Regions from separate parts of the Danio rerio genome. Here region 1 is linked to region 2. Evidence: chromatin contacts called from public Hi-C data. All regions are on one chromosome and are shown on one strand. The core of a region is the stretch at or near the end of the contact, and the rest is flanking DNA. Distances in the headings are between cores, read along the strand shown.

The links. A called contact is a pair of places that touch in the nucleus more often than the background predicts.
Region 1: a Hi-C map of embryo shows a contact between it and region 2, with 2.9 times the contacts expected there. The contact joins the promoter of atic here to the enhancer-like site in region 2. A contact is called at or near these places in 4 of 18 Hi-C or Micro-C datasets (caudal fin, embryo, hematopoietic stem cells and 1 more) and 1 of 4 datasets of contacts at active chromatin or transcription factors (caudal fin).

What each region holds. Positions count from the first base shown.
Region 1 is chr1:6,886,011-6,888,967 of GRCz12tu, forward strand. atic (5-aminoimidazole-4-carboxamide ribonucleotide formyltransferase/IMP cyclohydrolase) reads left to right here and starts at 1,452. Exons shown (of 15, transcript NM_001082796.2): 1 at 1,452-1,511; 2 at 2,671-2,797. The coding sequence starts at 1,496.
Region 2 is chr1:6,833,454-6,836,570 of GRCz12tu, forward strand. stk16 (serine/threonine kinase 16) reads left to right here. Exons shown (of 8, transcript NM_001017630.1): 8 at 1,470-2,192. The coding sequence ends at 1,611. Among named protein-coding and RNA genes, the nearest start is that of stk16, 11 kb to the left of the region's middle. Within about 2 kb of position 1,633, at least 4 of the 62 cell types and tissues checked have an H3K27ac peak or open chromatin away from gene starts, as enhancers often do.

The DNA.
Region 1 (2,957 bases), core at 202-2,701, 52 kb after region 2:
CACTCATACACACACTCATACGACCAATTTAGTTTATTATATTCACCTATAGCGCATGTGTTTGGACTGGGGGGAACCCGGAGCACCCACCAACACGGAGAAAGCATGTAAACTCCACACAGAAATGCTAACTGAGACGGGACTCGAACTGGCGAGCTTCTTGCTATGAGGCGATAGTGCTAACCACTGAGCTAATATGAAATGTAGACCTACTGTTATATATTTTGGCTAGGTTTATCAATATTTAAATATTGATGTCAGTCTTTTTTAGAACTTCTAATGTTCTGCTGATCTCAAAGAAGACGCAAAGAGGACAAAGCGAGGAGCTTCTGAAGGCATTGGGAGTTCATGTTGTGAAAATGCAAGGTGTGCGACAGGCGCCATCTTTCGGTGTGTTTGCAAAGGTAAATGACAACTTTCATTGATATATTTCTGTGGTATCTGTTTGAACATGCATCATGACTCCTATCTTTTATGTTTCGGTACGTAACTGCAACAGTGTATTTTTAATAAAGTGTGAATAATATTAAAAATAGCCTATTTAAATATATGAAGAGTAATAAGAGACCAGTTGAAAATTCTCGCTTTGATTTTCCTGGGTTTGTTAGGTGTGGGTTTGATTAAAATGTTATTTTATAATTTAATAATTATTTTAATAACTTTTATTTAAGGCAACACGGTACCTTAGTGGTTAGCACGGTCGCCTCACAGCAAGAAGGTCGCTGGTTCGAGTCTTGGTTTTCATTTCTGTGTGGAGTTTGCATGTTCTCCCCGAGTTTGCGTGGGTTTCCGCCGGGTGCTCCGGTTCCGCCCACAGTCCCAAGACATGCACTATAGGTGAATTTAATAAACTAAATTGGCTGTATGTGTGTGAATGAGAGTGGGTGTTTCCCGATACCGGGTTGCGGCTGGTAGGGCATCTGCTGTGTAAAACAAATGCTGTATAAGTTGGCGGTTCCTGCCACTGTGGTGGCCTCTGATGAATAAAGAACAAAGAACTAAGACGAAGAAAAACGAATGAATGAATTTATACAATTATTATTTTAAACACTTAAAGCATTAATTTAAAAAAAATGATAGTGTCAGAATTTTCTTTATGAATATTAGGGTACTAATTATTGAACAGTTAAACCAATATTGGGTTTGTCTAAAAATATATATTATTTGTTATTTAATGAAAACAAAAATGCTCTTGATCGCATTTTTTATTTTAAATTAGCATTAAACATAATTACTACAAAAAAAAAAACACTTCAATGACTGAATTGTAAATCCAGATAAGTCTCTTAATCACTTTTCTATAGCTGGATACTTACGACAAAACTGATTTTAAACAAGTTTCCCTGAAGTGGGAGTGTCGTTTAATTAAAAAACTACAATTCCCATCATGCATCTACGCGGATAAAACTATTGCATCCACGTGTTTTGATTAACACCGCGCGCTTCACGAGACGCTCCAGCACAAATCTCTGATTTCCTCCGCTTTCTCTGCAGCATGGCATCTGAAATAGGTAATCGTATTACTTTTTAAACTTTCTGCGTGTTTTGCATATAAATCTAGTATGCTGTGTTTGTTTTGTGGGGTGATGTAGGACGATGATGACATGTTGCTTCGTCACAGACTTTACTAACATTACATAAACTTTATAGATGCATAGAAAAGAGTTTGTGTGCGGTACTTATTTACAAACTGACCTGATATCACCCTATTACTTTGATAGACAAACGTACCATGGTAAAACCATGCATTTGGCTCAAACATAATGCTTTATAGTTACAAAGTTCTACAGTATTGCGTTTATTTTGTTTATTTCGTCTTTTGATTATTTTGTCTACATAAACTTTATAGATGTAGAGAAAAGAGTTTGTGCATGATACCTATTCACATGCTGACCTGATATCCCACTATTAATTGTATAGACAAACGTACCATGGTAATACCCTGCATTTGGCTCAAGCATGTTGCATTATAGTCTTAAAATTAGGCTTATTTTTGTAAATAATAAGGTATATCAGTTACCAAATATGTAATTTTTGGTACAAGATATTAGGGTGTTCTTACAAATAGGTTGGACTATCATTCAAAAACATATTTATGAATTTCGAAATAAGGCCTGTTTGTTCATTTATTTATGCATTTATTTACTTTTCTAAGTTTTTTTTCTGACTTATTGACTCTCGTACTTATTTTTATTAATACATTTAATTTTCAGAAGACACCACATGAATGAGTCGGAGTTTATTCCCCTTATATTTTATCATATTTTCTTGAGTGTTATTTAAAAAGCACAACATTTAATATATTTTAGATTTTAAAACGCTTTCTATGTATGTAAAGTCACTTTTAGAAATTATATTTCACATGTACATTAAAAAACATGACGTGCTTATTTTACTGGGGCCGTCATATCAACACAGTAACTTTGCTGTCTGAAACCATCGCTGTGTAATTATTAAAACATCATTAACTGACTATAGTATTGTAGCCTGATCCAATCATTGTTTTACTTTGTGCCAAAAAACAAAAATGGATGTGGTTTAGTCATCATCACATGCAATTTGAACTACTCTCCATATTGCTTCATTTGTTGAAATGTCACATGCTTTGTCCTGAGCTTGGACAGTTTCTGGTTGTCTAATTGATTTGACTCATTGATTTTTCTCTTTCAGCATTGCTGAGCGTTTCGGATAAGACTGGACTGGTGGAGTTCGCCAGGCGTCTGGTGTCAGTGGGTCTGTCATTAGTGGCATCAGGAGGAACCGCCAAAACACTCAGAGATGCTGGACTTGCAGTCAGGTCACGCATCTCTTATTACTGCATGCCATTCAAATGTGTTTACAGTGCCATCGTTTGTTAAAAAAAACGAAATACTAAAAAGGCAGTATGTCCAGAAAAAGAAAACTGTGTCTTTTATAGAAATTTACATATTTATAAATTGTGCGAGGTGTCTGAGTGT
Region 2 (3,117 bases), core at 383-2,882:
CAGCGGCAGCAACACCAAAGCTCCAAAAACATTTTCCACATTGAAAATGTATATAATGTCATAATGTTATAAAATGTACCGTGTAAAATGTTATAAAATTGTACTCAGAAATTCAAATTGAGTTTTCGAATTTAATTAAAAGTTAATTGAATTGGATTAAAAATGTAATTAATCATTTTAAATGTAAAGATATGTTCACTATATTTAATTTAAGTATTTTTAAAACTTATTTTCCCTGAAATGGGTTATATATATATATATATATATATAAACACAGTTGAAATTTTTTTTTTCTTTTTTAAACGTTTTCCAAATGATGTTTAACAGAGCAAGAAAAAGTTCACAGTATGTCTGAAAATATTTTTTTCTTTTAGAGAATGTCTTATTTGTTTTATTTTTAGAAAAAAAGCACTTTTTATTAAAAGGTCAAAAATATTAGCCCCTTTAAGCTATATTTTTCTCAGTCTACAGAACAAACTATCGTTATACAGTAGCTTGCCTAATTACCCTAACCTGCCTAGTTTATCCTAATTAACCTAGTTAAGCCTTTAAATGTCACTTTATGCTGTATAGAAGTGTCTTGAATAGTATCTAGTCAAATATTGTTTACTGTCATCATAGAAAAGCTAAAATAAATAATTTATTAGAGATGAGTTATTAATCTATTGTGTTTAGAAATGTGTAAAAAAAAAATCTGCTCTCCGTTAAACAGAAATTGGGTAAAAAATAAACAAGTGGTTTAATTAAGGGGGGTTAATAATTCTGACTTCAACTGTACATGTATATAAGTTTTTTATACATTGTGGTAAATATATATAAAGTGATAAACAACAAAACCATAATTCCAAGGCACTCGAAATGTAAGTGAAAAAATTACAAAGCCATTATTATCATAACTGTCTATTCGTTTAAAACTACGCCTACGCATTTCGGCAACACTTACCTTCATCAGGTATCTTCATCAGTCTCTTACCCAAAGAGCACAGACACATTAACTACCCCTGAAGCACTTTTAATTTGTTTTTGGATGTATATATAAAATGATGTATACTGATTCCCCCACAGTCCAAAGACATGCGGTGCAGGTGAATTGGGTAGGCGAAATTGCCTGTAGTGTATGAGTGTGAATGAGTGTGTGGATGTTTCCCAGAGATGGGTTTCAGCTGGAAGGGCATCCGCTGCATAAAAAAAACGTGCTGGATAAGTTGGCGGGTTATTCCGCTGTGGTGACCTTCGATTAATAAAGGGACTAAGCCGAAACAACCATGAATGAATGAATAATGTATACTGGGATAACATTTATTTTTTTTCTTGCATTAAATTGAAAGCTACTTTATATTTTCTAATCATAACATATTCTTGCATCTCTACAACTGGGAATGCTGCCTTAACAAATAATAATAATAATAAAACAAAACGTTACTGTGTTAACTTTATAAGCAGTTGACATGTCTGTATATTTGATGCAGTTATTCTCCAGAGCTCCAAACGCTGCTCAGCTCCACTATGGTGACCAATCCTCAGGAAAGGCCCAGAATCGGCTGGGTTCTCGATCAGATCAAGAGTCTGCGGGGCTCAGACGGTACAGATATCGACACAAACAGAGTATGATGATTCCTCTGGCCGTCCCGTCTGTTTCCACTGGACTCTGGACATTTTGGACTATGCACTCTCTATTTCAGACAAAAATAACTCAATGAACTCATAAGCCTTGCAAACATTTGCTCTCTCTTACCTCAGTGAGCTCAGCGCACCATTAACACACTGTCTCAATTTCCGCCCTAAAATTCATGAAATTATGATGGTTTTGTGGGTCAAATTTGAGCAGGCGTGTTGCAATATTCACAATATTATCACACAAACCACATTAGAGAGTGCAATAGGTTTGTTCACTAATGTTACGTATCATCAAACAAGCTGTTTTCTGATTATAATACCCTTTTTTATTACTTGTATTTGTTTGTGCATTTTAAAGAACCAAAAATGATTATTTATAATGTTCTCAATTGATGTTTTAAGTGTAACTGACAGAAGTTAGATTATTTGGGAACACTTTCCAATAAGGTCTTGTTTTTACCATTAGTTAATGAATTAAAGGATTATGATAAATATCGGTTTATTTCATAAATGATACAATCGTTTATTGATTATTCACAATGCATTAAAAGGGGCAGTTCACCCAGAAATTTAAATTTGCAGTCGTTTCACTTTTTGTTTAAAATGTAGAGTTTTTTTTGTTTAGCATAACATTTACATGCTTTTATGCTTTTATCTGATTGATTCGATGATTTATAAAATAAAAGTCATCACTTTTGAGAGTCAAAAACATGTACAGGAATAACAAAATTAATACCTGTTGGTCCTGATGATACATTGATGACTTATGGAGCAAAACCTGTGCAAGAGACTAAACATTATTTCCAATATAAGAACTCAAAATCTAATCCAGAAACACTGGTAATTATTTTGATGTGACTGTATAGTCAAGAAATTACTTTTGCTGCTTGTTCAAGCTACTTATTTAAAATTAGACACAATTCAAGTTTTTTGGGCGACTACTTAATTGTTTTTTTCCATTATTCAGTTAAGTTAATTGACCCTTCGCTAAGCCACACCCAAAAACCGCCACCCACCAATGGTGGCTTAGCAACTGTAGCAATGCGCAGGGGCTCTCAAACTTTCGAGCGAGTGCATATGGATTGTGTACATCTGATACCCGGTATCCTTAAATTTTGGACGGGATGGTGGAATTTTTTCCTTTTTCAAAACCAAAAAACCAAGAGGAGAAATGCCAGCGTGGATCAAGCAGTGTGAGGGGCGCTAAAGGAGCAGAGCGAATCTGTTGCTAACTTTACTGAACTTCATATTTCCATCTATTTTAAGCTACGAATATTTGAAATTACAAATAAACACAACAAAACCGAGATATGATCACAGACTGAGCACTTGTGATCAATATACTTTACCAGCAGCTGTTGTTCAGTAATTTATAAAGAGCATACAAACATACTGACAGGTAACTCACTGTACATTACATGGTTATGGGTCAATGATGCTAATATTCCGCACAAATCCATCAGTTTCCCCTTCCTGGCTGCTCTTTCTAAGAACGAATTT